3 separate regions of the Zea mays genome follow, and regions 2 and 3 are each linked to region 1. The links are chromatin contacts, called in public Hi-C maps. All regions are on one chromosome and are shown on one strand. Each heading gives the region's core, a stretch centred on a gene start, on an enhancer-like site or on the middle of the called end of the contact. The rest is flanking DNA. Distances are from core to core; before and after follow the strand shown.

Evidence for each region. A called contact is a pair of places that touch in the nucleus more often than the background predicts.
Region 2: a Hi-C map of tassel shows a contact between it and region 1, with 6 times the contacts expected there. The contact joins the promoter of LOC100272438 here to the promoter of LOC100383793 in region 1. A contact is called at or near these places in 14 of 25 Hi-C or Micro-C datasets (bundle sheath, ear, endosperm and 4 more).
Region 3: a contact with region 1 is called in a Hi-C map of tassel, with 4 times the contacts expected there. The contact joins the promoter of LOC103654461 here to the promoter of LOC100383793 in region 1. A contact is called at or near these places in 5 of 25 Hi-C or Micro-C datasets (bundle sheath, ear, leaf and 2 more) and 1 of 3 datasets of contacts at active chromatin or transcription factors (leaf).

What each region holds. Positions count from the first base shown.
Region 1 is chr4:203,486,506-203,491,199 of Zm-B73-REFERENCE-NAM-5.0, reverse strand. It overlaps LOC100383793, which reads left to right and starts at 2,078. Exons shown (of 19, transcript NM_001318377.1): 1 at 2,078-2,441; 2 at 2,625-2,698; 3 at 2,787-2,912; 4 at 3,005-3,098; 5 at 3,234-3,317; 6 at 3,439-3,582; 7 at 3,658-3,774; 8 at 3,868-3,912; 9 at 4,009-4,083; 10 at 4,215-4,319; 11 at 4,405-4,545; 12 at 4,644-4,694. The coding sequence starts at 2,187. LOC100284035 reads left to right here. Exons shown (of 6, transcript NM_001156933.2): 3 at 1-76; 4 at 154-201; 5 at 280-764; 6 at 906-1,203. The coding sequence ends at 996.
Region 2 is chr4:203,239,355-203,244,048 of Zm-B73-REFERENCE-NAM-5.0, reverse strand. It overlaps LOC100272438, which reads left to right and starts at 2,282. Exons shown (of 7, transcript NM_001146912.1): 1 at 2,282-2,462; 2 at 2,574-2,652; 3 at 2,730-2,809; 4 at 2,908-2,974. The coding sequence starts at 2,387. It overlaps LOC103654460, which reads left to right. Exons shown (of 2, transcript NM_001320939.1): 2 at 18-884. The coding sequence ends at 697.
Region 3 is chr4:203,321,899-203,326,592 of Zm-B73-REFERENCE-NAM-5.0, reverse strand. LOC103654461 (basic leucine zipper 43) reads left to right here and starts at 2,019. Exons shown (of 1, transcript XM_008681292.3): 1 at 2,019-3,093. The coding sequence starts at 2,323. The coding sequence ends at 2,841. It also overlaps a transcript of LOC100279157 not described here.

The DNA.
Region 1 (4,694 bases), core at 829-3,328:
TCTGCACAGTCCGATACTGTCTGGATTGCGTGTCATGTATTCTGTGAAGAAAACGTACTGGTTTGACATATACAAGGTTTGCCTCTCTGACCGAAGTGTCAGCGTAAGTAATTAGCATCATCTCATATATGCTAACACTTGTTTGACTTGCAGAACATCGACAAAATCCCGCATGTTAAATGCCCGGTTTTGGTAATCCATGTAAGCTCTTCATACAGGATTATTCTTCTAATACTGGATTTAGATCATCAATAAACTGGACTGGAGCATTGTTTTCAGGGCACCAAAGATGACGTGGTGGACTGCTCCCATGGCAAGCGGCTCTACGAGCTGTGCCAGCACAAGTACGAACCCCTGTGGATCGAGGGAGGTGACCATGGCAACCTGGAGAAATTCCCAGTGTTCATTCGACATCTGAAGAAGTTCTTACTGTCCATAAAGAAGCTGCCATCTGAAAAAGACGCCGCGGCCGAGCACGAGCCACGGGCAGCTGAGAACAGAACGCAGCATGGCGGCGAAGCCATCTCCGAGGCTCCTCCTCGCATGATCTCGCGGAGGCTAGAGTCATCGAAGAAGAGCACGATCCATGAAGCAAAGCCTAGGCCGAGCAGCGAGCACACGGATAAGCGCAGGCGAAGCACGGGCCACAGGGAGAAGGCGAGGTCCAGCACAGACAGGAGAGAGAGATCGAGGAGAAGCGTCGACTGCTTCGACAGCATCCTCGAACACGAGCAGCCGGAAAAGCCAAGGAAAAGCTTCGACAGGTTTGTTCTGCACACCAGTTTCTGAGATGATGAAAAATCCAGCCCCGTCAATGATTCTTTTTCTCCTCTTTCATCAAGTTTAATTAAAATGTCGGAAATGTGATACAGATTTTGTTATTTCTTCTCATCATTCTTGTGCAGGATCGGAGAGAAGATTAGAGCAATGGGTTTGTGCAATGTCGACTGCTTCAAAGAGCCTCCTGATAGCACTGAGCTTTCCAGAGGTAGTTGAGTGGAAAAGGAATTCTGGTTGCTGTCAGAGTCAGTATTTTTCTTTTCCCTTGCTGCTTTAGATACAAAGAAAACTACAGCTGCGTGATGGCAATGTTAATCATAAGATGTTCACGAACAGAGCAAAGAGAAATATATGTCAGCTTCTGATTCTGTTACACATGTATATGTTATGTTGCTTGTAAACACACGTACACAGCGTTGTGGTCTGTCCGGACAGGGACTGCTGAACCTGTTATCAGCAAGAAAAATACTCCCTCCTTTCTAAAAAAACGTAACATTCGTCGAAATGTTAAATCTTATTAATGTTTATACATATAAATTTAGTAGCTAGTTGACCATGCTTTACTACGGTTGTTATATATTATATAAACAAGTATTGAAATATGTATTCAAATACATTATTGTTTATTTCTAAATAATAAGGTATGTGTGGTATCCTGATTAGTCCCAAGTTTCTGGATCAGGAAGGGTGTGGGTTTGAGTGCTCTGCACTATTTTTTACGCGGTGTGGTAGATACGGGCGGGGTCTGATGCTGCGCAGGCAGTGCACAGGCAGGAATCTAATTATATTAAATACGACAACGACTAATATGCAAGCAGCCATTAGGTACAATCGTGCAAGCAGGTCTCTTGGTCCGTTAGATCTAGATATTAGTACCTTTTTATATATGTACTTAAAAATATTCTAATGCCCTCAAAACTCAAAAGTGAGTGCATATTTTTTTTGGACGGGCTGTAGCTTTGAAGAAATTTCATGATTTGACACTCTAGCCCACATATAAAGGATTCATAGTATGTTATTGTGAAAGAGATGTCAAATTTTGAAAGACTTATAAATTGAATGTCAAATTTTAAAAGGCATGCGAATTGAACGTTAAACATCAAAATCTATCTCGCTACTATGAAAGAAAGAAGCCTGTTTGGGCCTATGAAACCAGAAGAAAGAGGCCCGGCTCACAATCACAGACTCACAGTGACTCAGTGACAGTAGTGTTCGGGCCCGATCGACTGCTCCTAGAAGCTTCGGCCGCGCCTCTATCTCATCTCCTTCCTCCTGTTGAGCCCGCCGGCCTCCCACAGCTTACTACGAAAACCCTAACCCCTTCCCTTATCCTCTGCTCCCTCTCCACGTTTCCACGAACGTTGGCGCGCAAGCTCGTGGTGTGAGCGGTCACTGTCTCCCATCCCATGGCTCCGGCGCTGAGCGGGACTCTGGGCGCGTCGTCGGTGGCGGCGCTGCGGCCCTGCGCGGGGAGGAGGGCGCCGTCCGCCGCGAGCTCGGTTGCGCCGCGCGGGAGCGGGGTGGTGAGGTGCTCCAGAGGGCTCAGGTGGGACGCCCACAGAAGCAGGGGGAGGTTGCTCAGGGTGAGGTGCGATGCGGCCGTCGTGGAGAAGCCCGCCGGGGAGGAGGCGGCTGGGGAGAAGTTCGAGTACCAGGCGGAGGTGAGACATGGCCACGATCCATATATATCTGTTATTTCAGATGGAACTTTTAATTTGGCACCGTCTTCCATTTGTAGTTAGTGTAGTTCAGCCGAAATGTTGCCAAAACTGTATGACCGAGTTTGATTGTGTGCCACCACTGGTTACTGATACATTTATCTTTGTTTCTGTTCTACCTTATAGGTGAGCCGCTTAATGGACTTGATCGTCCATAGTCTGTACAGTCATAAGGAGGTATTTCTCCGGGAGCTTGTTAGGTTAGTACCTCTTGCTGGAACCTGGAAATCTATGGCAATTCATTACATGCCATTACTCATGGATGCTACTTACCTGCTGCTCTACCAGCAATGCGAGTGATGCGCTGGATAAGCTGAGGTTCCTCGGCGTCACTGATTCTTCTTTGCTTGCTGATGGCGGCGAGCTAGAAATAAGAATTAAGCCTGACCTTGATGCTGGAACGATTACTATCACGTAAGTTCCTGTTTCTGACAGAACTATATGTTGGTGTTCTGTGAACAGACTCTAATGGCATGGTTTTCTGGTGGCTATTGGGGTTTCAACAGTGACACTGGTGTTGGTATGACTAAAGATGAGCTCAAGGACTGCCTTGGTACCATTGCTCAGAGTGGTACCTCAAAATTTCTGAAGGCCCTCAAGGTGCAGCTTCATACCTTCCTTGACAACTGTGCATACATCTATGAGTATGGCACATGGTTAGGGTTTAAATGATGTAGTGTCTATGTGATTGTCTCATTGTCTTTTTTCCCTAATGTGAAATGGGTTACTCTTCAGGAAAACAAAGACCTTGGGGCGGACAATGGTCTAATTGGTCAGTTTGGTGTTGGATTTTACTCAGCTTTTCTTGTTGCAGAGAAGGTTTGAGATATTTCTTGCATGATTTTGTTCTTAAATAATTTAACGTGGAATGAACTCTTACTTGTTTTGCATCGGCTTAGATCATTATTTAAGTTGACATTTTGTCAAATCTGCATTGCAGGTTGTGGTGTCCACCAAGAGCCCAAAATCAGATAAACAGTATGTGTGGGAAGCTGTGGCTGACAGTAGCTCTTATGTCATAAAGGAAGAGACTGATCCTGAGAAAATGCTTACACGTGGAACTCAGATTACCCTGTTTCTAAGAGTATGTTGCTATGTTCATCTGAGATGTCATGAAATGTTTTTTTATGGCAACCTTGCATTAATATGTCTTCTATAGCCTGATGATAAGTACGAGTTTGCGGACCCTTCAAGGATTCAAGGCTTAGTAAAAAATTACTCTCAGTTTGTGTCTTTCCCCATATACACATGGCAGGAGAAATCAAGAACTGTTGAGGTAGGGTCTTGACAAAGCTCTTGCTTATTCTCTTGACTATACAAGTAGTTTTGATCTATGAATGAATTGATCTAATCGCCCGTTGATTGTCAGGTTGAAGAGGATGAAGAGCCGAAAGAAGTTGAAGAGGCAACAAAGGTTAGTTTTTTCTGAATGAATCCAGGACCCCTAGTTTTCTTATGTTTGTAGAATCTTGCTTCTTTTGCAACTGATTAGGCATACTTTGACATACAGGGTGAGAAAAAGAAGAAGACTATTACAGAGAAATATTGGGATTGGGAACTAGCCAATGAGACAAAACCCATATGGGTAAGTCTGGAGTTACAATTGCCTGTTTGTTTCATACTTAGAACATCACCCTTCTGGTACTTGTGATCACTCTGAAGCGAGTAAGGGCTAATGAAGAGAACAGATAGTTGATTTCTATTCCCTCCATGCAGATGAGAAATCCAAAGGAAATTGAGAACACCGAATACAATGAGTTCTATAAGAAGACATTCAATGAGTTTTTGGACCCTCTTGCTCACACTCACTTCACAACTGAGGTATGCGAATTCATTAAATAACTATGTGAAACTTACATTCGCACACATTGTGTATAGCCAATAACTTGATCTTTTCTATTAACAGGGTGAGGTGGAATTCAGGAGTGTTCTTTATGTTCCGGGCATGGCGCCTCTTAGTAATGAGGAGATAATGAACCCCAAGACCAAAAATATCCGGCTATATGTTAAAAGAGTATTCATCTCTGATGACTTTGATGGTGAACTGGTACACTATCTTGCAACACTAATAAGATATTGTTATTATTTTCTACTATCCATTGATTGGGATGGAATGAATTATTGATTTCAGTGTGCATATTGCAGTTTCCAAGATACTTGAGCTTTGTGAAAGGTGTGGTGGATTCAAATGACCTT
Region 2 (4,694 bases), core at 1,033-3,532, 250 kb after region 1:
TATTGGCATGCATGCAGGTCTGAACCGATGCGGCAAGAGCTGCCGGCTGCGCTGGACCAACTACCTGCGGCCCGACATCAAGCGGGGCAAGTTCTCGCAGGAGGAGGAGCAGACCATCCTCCACCTCCACTCCGTCCTCGGCAACAAGTGGTCCGCCATCGCCACGCACCTCCCCGGCCGCACCGACAACGAGATCAAGAACTTCTGGAACACGCACCTCAAGAAGCGCCTCATCCAGATGGGCTTCGACCCCATGACGCACCGCCCGCGCACCGACTTGTTCGCCGCGCTGCCGCAGCTCATCGCGCTCGCAGCCCTCCGCGAGCAGCTGTCCGCCCTCTGCTCGCCGCAACTGACTGCTGCTACGACTGCCCCGTCCGCGGACGACGGCGACCGCCAGTCGTCGTACCTACCGTGCACGTTCCCCGTCAGTAGTGACGGTCAAGAAGCTGCCAACCAGCAACAGCAAACAGGCCTCATCAGCTATGACGGCGGCCGCGCCGCCGGTGATGATGCTGACGTGTTCGCGTGCCACGGTGGTGGCAGCTCGCTGCCGCCCCTGACCGACCTCTCCGACGCGGCCGCCAGCATGCGCAGCGGCAGCGCCACTGCGTCGTCGTCCGGCTTCAGCTGCAGCCCGCTCCCTTGGCCGGAGTTCTTCCCCAACGATGATCCATTCATCACTGATTTCCTATGACATCATATCATCATAATGTACTTGTATACTTGTAAGCTTAAATTGCGTATATATATAGCGTGTCATGCACATTCAAACATGAGAATAGAATATATAGTACACACTGAAATTTCTGAATATATGCTAGCTCAGAGATGAGTGGCAAGTGAGTCGTTCATGAAATAGAATAATACGCGTGTTGTATTGCTGATACTGATGATATGAAACAAAAAAAAATACAAAATTGATCTTTCTCTGCATTTTCCAGATTTAAATCCATGCCTTGCTCCTTTATTTTGTTGAGCTTTAGGACTAATTATTAGCATGATATTAACTAGAACAGTTGGAAATTTGTCAACCACATGCTACCAGTTCAAGACAGCAACTCGCTACCGGCCCAGTACGCCAGGCCCATTCGCCAGAAGAAGCCCAACCCGCGAGTGATAGGACTCAAATGGGTTTAGCTGTGGTCGAAGAAGAATACATATAGATTGTATGCTGTAAAGGAGGGTTTATGATAAAACCTGTAAGGCTGTAAACACTTATACCTGAAACTACCTATCGTCCTCTCACTCTTGATCTTGTTGTTCTTCATGTCCTTCCCTCTTTCCCACTATTGTTGTTAACAAATTGGTATCAGAGGTCGTAGATCCTGTTTTCTAGGAGTCGAAGGCAACGGCATTTGGAGAGTGGCAATGCAACCCCGTGTCGAGGCGTCGATGGACGAACTTCGCCAGGAGGTCAGTGTGCTTCGCAAGTCGTCAATGATAGTCGTCGATGGACGAATTTCTCCCACCCAGCGGCGGCGAGCATCTTCTCCAAACCCTCGTCGACCTCGGCTTCCCCGCATACCGGCATCGACAATGATAGCGCCATTGGGCACCACGATGACAAGCATTACTGGGAGTCTGCATTTGGGTATGTCTATACCCACTCGCATACCCCCGGTCACGAGTATGACACCTGAGCCACCTCCTAAAGCGCATATCTCTGATCCACATGCTAATATGAGTGATTTGCATGAGCGATCCTTCCCTCTTTTCGAGTAGTAGTCGGTTGTCAGGGCCGATCGGCTTTTGTTGCACCAGCCTGTTCTTTTTTTCAAAGATTTCCTCGTTCAGCATCGTGCATCCTTCTGCTTATTCAACGTTCGAATCTCCTTTTAAGCAAGATGATATTTGGCTTTGTTTGAAGCCCTTATCATGAGAAATTACCTAAATATTGATTTTATTAACATAGAGGTTTGGTGTTCATTAGTTAGCTTGGGATGAATCCCGAGTCGATTTTGTTTTAATGATCTCACCACTAGCCAAGAGTGGTTATTGCAATCTTTAAAGCCTTCAATTTATTGTAATTTTTTGTACATGTAGTTTATTTTTCAAGTTGTATATCGACGGTGACTGATTTTATCAACTGTTTTAAGTGCCTTTTTTTGTTTTTTTTAAATGTGTCCGTGTCCCTTTCCTCGCGCGGCAAAAGATTTGCGTTCTTCTCAGATGGGCTGGGCCTCAATAGGCAGAAAAAGGCCTCGGCGCAACGGCCCTTCCCGCGCGACTGCACTTGCACACGCGGCGGAGAAATGAAAGCGCCAGCGGCTAGTGGATAAGCTAAGCTCTCCCTCTCGCTGAGCCGGCTGTTGCTCTCCCCACAACCCCGCGCGCGGGGGAGCGATAAACCCTAGTCTTCGCCGTCGTCGCAGGAGGACCCGCGATGTCGCACTTCGGGAGGTCAGGCCCGCCGGACATCCGCGACACCTTCTCGCTCCTCGTCCTCAACATCAGCTTCCGTGAGGGAGATCTAACCCTAGCCCCTCCAGCCCCACCCACCCTCCCTACTCTCTCTCTCCCTCTCTCCCTAATCGCTTCCTTCTCGTATCCGTCTCCCCCCCGCTTCACAGGCACCACGGCCGACGACCTCTTCCCGCTCTTCGAGCGCTACGGCAAGGTCGTCGACGTCTTCATCCCGAGGGACCGGAGGTCAGGCGTCCGTTTCAATTTCCGGGCCGGTGGTTCGATGGCTGTTTCCTCAGGTTTTGTTCGTCGGTGGCTCGCAGGACCGGGGACTCGAGGGGTTTCGCGTTCGTGCGGTACAAGTACGCCGACGAGGCGCAGAAGGCTATAGATCGGCTCGATGGTGGGCTTCGCCTTATTTTTTTTGTAACCGTCTTTCCCCTGTGGGGATTTTGTGCTTCTATTCATAACTGCACCTGAATTTCGTTTGTTTTTTGGCAGGCCGTGATGTGGATGGGAGAAACATCATGGTGCAGTTTGCAAAGTACGGCCCCAATGCTGAGCCAATGTGAGTAGGCACCGCCTCTTCTACTCTCATGTTATGTTACTTGTGGTGTTTATGCGGTTAACATAACAACATATGTAACATGTTGCTTGTCTCATTTATTCTAAACCACTCTTGATTTGATGCAGCAATAATTATTTGCTAACAATAGGGAATGGTTAGTTTGATATGTCTTGGTAATTTTTTTTGTCTGTGCTCTTGTTGATGTTTGATGACTGGTTATCTGCTTTATGTTGCCCAAATACTGTTTGAGGTTAATCTTCTCACATGAGCATACCAATTTACTAGTTAATCCTTAATTCATTTAGTATCTGATAATTGTTGTTATTAAGTCCTGTTTCCTAAGCACTCTCCTAGTTACTTGTGCTAGTTAATTATAGTCATTAAAGACCTTGAGCAGCTCAACAGGTGTGTGCGGCTGCCAAGGCTCCTATCTGATTAGCTAAGCTCTAATGAGCTGTTATGTAATCAATGTGACTCATCTCATCTTTCTATATAATCAAGCAATGATGGCTGAGGTTAGCACCTGCGGCAAAACTACTCTGTTTACCTCTAACATTTGGTATCAGAGCTTAGGTTAGACACCTGAGAGACTCAAGGCCGACTCCTCTCTTCCCTACACATGTCGACCTCTGCTGAGCGCGCTGCCAGGCTCAAGGCCAAGGGAACCAGCGAAGGAGAGCTGGGCGACTTCCCCAGCCGGGCTGCACGCCTGAAGGCTGCAGAGGAAGCAGCGGCGCTGGCAGTCCAGGCAGCGAAGCAGGCAGCGGCTGCAGCAGAGGCAGCGGCAAGGACGGCGCAGGAGCTGCGGGCCGAAATCGCCGCCGAGAAGGGAGAAGATGAGGAGGACTGGGAGGAGGAAGAGGAAACAGAGAAGAACAGACGGATGAGGACTCCACCGCGAGATAGGAGGCGCTCGCAGTCACCACTGCGGGACCGAAGGCGCTGCCGTGGCGGCGCTCGCTACGAGTCGCCGCAAGGAAGGGTGGTGTACCGCGACTCCGGCAGCGGCACGTCGTGGCCAATGCTGGACAAGACGAACTACTACGAGTGGAGCCAGACCATGAAGCTGAGGATGCAGGCGCGCGATCTCTGGGACGCCATTGAAGGCGGTCCTGTCCAGTTTCGCGATGACAGACGCGCACTGGAGGTGATCGTCGGGGCTGTACCCAAGGAGATGGGTCTCCCACTGCTCGACAAGGCTACGGCGAAGGAGGCGTGGGACGCCATCGCTGCGACCCGCATCGGCGTGGACAGGGTCCGTCGAGCAACACTGCAGCGCCTACGCCGTGATTGGGAGAACATCAGCGTCAATCCTGGTGAGCAAGTGGATGACTTTGCTGTGCGGTTGTCAACTCTGCACCAGCAGCTTGTCATCCATGGCGATAGGGACATCACCGAGGAGCGCGTGGTGGAGAAATTCCTGCGCACGGTGCCGGCCAAGTACTCGCAGATCGTCGTCGCCATTGAGCAGTTCCTTGATTTTGAGGCACTGACTCTTGAGGAGGTGACTGGAAGGCTTAAGGCAGTGGACAATCGCGAAGAACAAATACTGACCGAGCCGGTGGCCATCAATGGCAAGCTGTTGTACACTGAGGAGCAGTGGAAAGCGCGATGCAGAAAGGAAAAGAAGGGAGACGATGCATGTGGCTCTGGTTTCAGGAACCAGCGTGGTGGCGGTGGACGCAACCGCGGTGGTGGACGAGGACGAGGCAGAGTAGGT
Region 3 (4,694 bases), core at 770-3,269, 160 kb after region 1:
AAGAGTTGTTTGGTGCCAACTTAACATGTTTATGCCCGCTTTTCACATGTGCACACGTACGGTAGGAAGCATCGTGCATAAGATACGTGCCTTTAGTGTTCTCTTATATTATATTACTCTTTTCAAGCATAAGTTTGTTGATTCGCATTGGTAAGTGGGATTCCATCCGATTGATAGATCGTCCTATGCATCTTTAATTTAATTTGTTGAGCTTAAAGCAAATTTGATTCCCAGGAATATTTATTTATTTGCCTCCCAGAAGGAGAGAATCCAAGGAGACAGATAACTACACCAAGGTGAAGCTCAAACCACGCATTATATATATCCTTTTGTGTTGATTAGGTTTAGATTTCTTTGTTGCTATTATAATTAGCACTTCACTTTACCAAGGTGAAGCTCAAAGAGAGACATTCTTTAAAAAATGGATAGTAATAAATAAAGTGTTTGGTTTGCTATCAATCTATTATTTTAGACTAACACTATGATTATGAGGAGAGAATGGGAGGGGTAAACTGCGGCAGGAGGGAAGAGGTTGATAACGGCGACAGTGGCGCGAGTGAGAGAGGGGTTATTGTAACAGTGTTCACTCTGACATGCCCTCATCAACACTCTAGACTAAGCTTAACAGATCTAGAGCCCATTCATCGCAGACAAATAAAACGGCATAACTTCATGTATTTGATTTGGTATGGATGTTCGTATTTTTTAGATTTATTTTCTGATCTGGTGAGGGTTTTTTTATGCGTGTGTGTTTCAACCTGAATCGTAAGGTCCGGAGAGTATATTATATTTTATATAAGTGTTATTGTTTAATGTCTAGTATTATCCATATCGAGGTCGAGGGTGGCCTAACATTGTTTATAGGAGGGCGGGTCCGCTGCAATGGACAAGCACCTCGATTCAATCAGCGAAAAGCTTCATGGCACCAAGCGACCACTTGGATGCCGTCATACAAATCCGGCCAATTGGCAGTCTCAGCCACAAATAATGATCCTTACGACTCCCGCTACAACAATGAACAAGGACAGATGCACATGTAATATATATATATATATATATATATATATATATATATATATATATATATATATATATATATATATATATTAAAAATGGGAGTGGAAGCTAGCTAGCTAGTGTCCTCCATCGGCTCCCTCCGATCCATGGGAAATTACCAATCATTGGAAAATTATTATATTGATCATGATAAAGCAATTTGATTAGACGTGCTGGAATATTGTTGATTTGCATGTAAATTAAATTACTCCTAGATATATATAGGTGTTTCTATTACTCCTAGCTAGGTATATGGAGTATGCCAATTTTGTGAACAATAACGATGTTGATCCACTAACGATAACGATGTTGTGCGTGCCTATGTAAAAAAAAGCAAGCCAGGCAACAAGTGGCTCTGTCTCGTGTGTGTGCTCAAAAGATTTCTGCATAAATTAGGCCATGCATGCATGCAATGAGTTAAAAGTGGCAAGAAAAAAGCGAGGAGAGGATCGGAGGTTTGGTATAAATAAAATATATCAAGAGTTAGGGTCCGTATAGTTGGGCTGTGACTTGTCCAAAAACAGCTTTAGCTCTAGCTTTTTCTAAAAAGCAGCTTTTCTAATAGAGTAAAAGTCATTTCGTAAATCGTTTGCCAGAAAAGGCTTATCTTAAAGTCATAGTTATTTTCCTGTATTAAAGTGATAGAGCCGCCAAAGACTATGAAGCTACTATTTGTAGCTTCTTCTGCGTAGAACAAAAATAACTCTGGCCTTTAGATGTTTTTTGTATTAAGCCGTTTTAAAAAAAATAGTGTTTGGTAGAGCTCTGACTTTTCTCTGTTTTTTTTTTATAAAAAAGTCAGAGCCAAAGTCCTACCAAACAAGCTCTTAATTCTGCGTGAGGGAGAGATGAGATGAGCTTGGCTGGCTGGCTGGCTCAAGTCAAGTCATATGCAAATTCCATCCAAAATATTCTCTTGGGAAGACAAGATTATTTTTAAGAAGTGATCTACATACATATAGGAGAGAAGGATCTCCGAATTAAAAAGATTACTCAAAAGCTCACTACCCTTCCCATACTTGCATGCAATCCAAGCTACCCAACTCTACTCGATCGACAAGATTCTCAAAACACTAAAAAGATATATAAAAGGAAAAATAATGGTGAAACAAAATAATATATATAATATGGTGGACCAAACCAAAGTCTTCTCCTCTAGCTGTGTGCCTGTGTGTCTGTGTCCACTATAAAAGGACCTCACCAACCCAGGCCGCCTTCTCCAGAGGCCAGAGCAAGCATCTAGCTACCATTCACAACACAAGTAATATGTACCACCATCATTTCCATGGCGAGGTGGACAGCCTCCGCTTCCTGTCCCCTCCGACGACCGCTTCCTTCGCCGCCGCGCACCACCAGCACATGAACATGCCCTTGCCGCCTCCGGCATACTACTTAGCCATCGACGGCGACGCGGCTTGCTTTGATGAGCTTGACACCATCGTGCGGGAAGCCGCAGCCCACCTCGGCGGCAACAGCAACAATGAGTCGCCCAGCCTGTCGGGCTCGGGCTCCGACAGCGCAGCGGCGGCCGACCAGGAGCGCCGGCGCCGCCGGATGGTGTCCAACCGCGAGTCGGCGCGGCGGTCGCGCGTGCGCAAGCAGCGGCAGCTCAGCGAGCTGTGGGCGCAGGTGTCGCACCTCCGCGGCGCCAACCGCCGCCTCCTCGACGACCTCAACCGCGCTCTCAGGAGCTGCGCCGACGCCCGCCGCGAGAACGCGCGCCTCAGGGACGAGAAGGCCCAGCTGGCCAACAGGCTCCACCAGCTGCTCATCATCGCCGGCTGATGTGGAGGAGCCACATAACAACACCATCAGCAGCACCAGTATTGCTGAATGATCGTCGAACGCCCAGTTTTTTTTGTTTTGTTTGTTACTCGAGAGAGAGAGAGAGGACAATTATATATCGATAATAAGGACGGACACGTGTGATTAATTAAGCAAGGATAATTAATTTGAGAAGAGATGCGTGCATGCACCTTCAACCGATTCAACTGTTTTGTTTCTAATTATAAGAGTTATTATTATTATTTTGGGATTTGTTACCTTATATACAAGACACTATCAGCCACCACGTAATCTTGAAACTACTAGTAGACACTACGAGGGGTGTTTAGTTTGATTAATCACTCCATTTAAAATAAGGCGGTACATGATGTTGTAATTTTAGAGAAATAAGTGATATGCTTCCAACATATTTAAATATATTAAATATTTTAATTTCAAATAAAACAAGCATATAACTCAGATAAATATCATATGTAAACATGGTTTTGCTTCTCGCGCGTGCCGTCCCCTGCCCTAGGAACTTGCCTCCTCGTGGGTTGCTCGGCCACCAGGACTTGTAGCAGACCACTCGGTTGTCCTTCCTTTATAAAAACCTCAAAATGGACAGCACATGATAGATCCATTCCTCAAATTGTGGGATGACCTCATTCCTTATATTAATACTAACTAATTATAAGAAATGAGATGGTGATGAATCAAATTATTTTATTCTACAAACCAAACAAAAAAGTAAGAATAGACTAGCTCATTTCTTAAACCAAACACCATGTATCTCTCCAATGCAAACATTCGTGGGTAAATCTCCAAGACATGCCATGGTTCTGCTTCTGTGACAACCGATGATTGATGACACGGATCCAACTTATTACTATATATGTAACTGATTATACTATGCCAAATTCCCTAATTAATGGAGTTAAAGCTTCTGCTACTCTATTTATGCACAACTTATTACTATATATGTAACCGATGATTGATGATTGATGACACGGTATCAGTATCAGCATATATATGTAAATCATACAACAATCTTTGTACATGAATATTGTAGCATCAAAGATCTTGAACCGAACCAACATCATCCTATTCGTTTAGATGCTTATCGCACAGGATTCCAGGGGACCTTTTTGGCATGCATGCATGCATGTGCCGCAACACAAATATCTAGACCTTTTTGGCATACAATCCAATGCCAAATGAACATAATAATAAATTAAAAGTGGAGTCCTAGTTTTTATCTCAAATGAAAATGAAAGACTGCCCTCGTCCGTTCATAATAAGGAAGACATGAACAAGGCATGCCTTTATTCTCACACAAACGATGTTACAGCCTCTGAAACTGCATTGCATACATATCAAGTGCAAAATTATTGTGTGGCTGGAGAGAGAGAGAGAGAGGAACCTGTGCACGAGCACTGAGCAGCAGAGCAAAGCAAAACAGATCTGAGCAGCAAGTGCGGCATCACGTACGTGTGAACTGAACACCAGCGTGAGATGCTCACATCACAGGGCCGGTGGAACAAGCACCGATGCACCCACCATCCACCATGCCATGTCTCACAGTGCTGCCCATGGACCTTTCCTTATACTACCAAGAAACGAAACAACTGGAAAGTACAAGAGGGCATAGCACTCCGACAAACCGTTGCATGCATGAAGATAACAGGTAGCTCATGCAGTTCAGGTGTGTTCATTCATCTGCTCCGCTGCTCGTCATTATGGCACCTCCAGATTGCCATTCGTGTTGTCCACAAGATGCATTGCAATAATTGGCACCAGAGCGCTAAAGGACGTTGGTACTGCAAACAGAATATTAGGAGACAAGGTGCTGGCGCCCCACAAATTACATCATT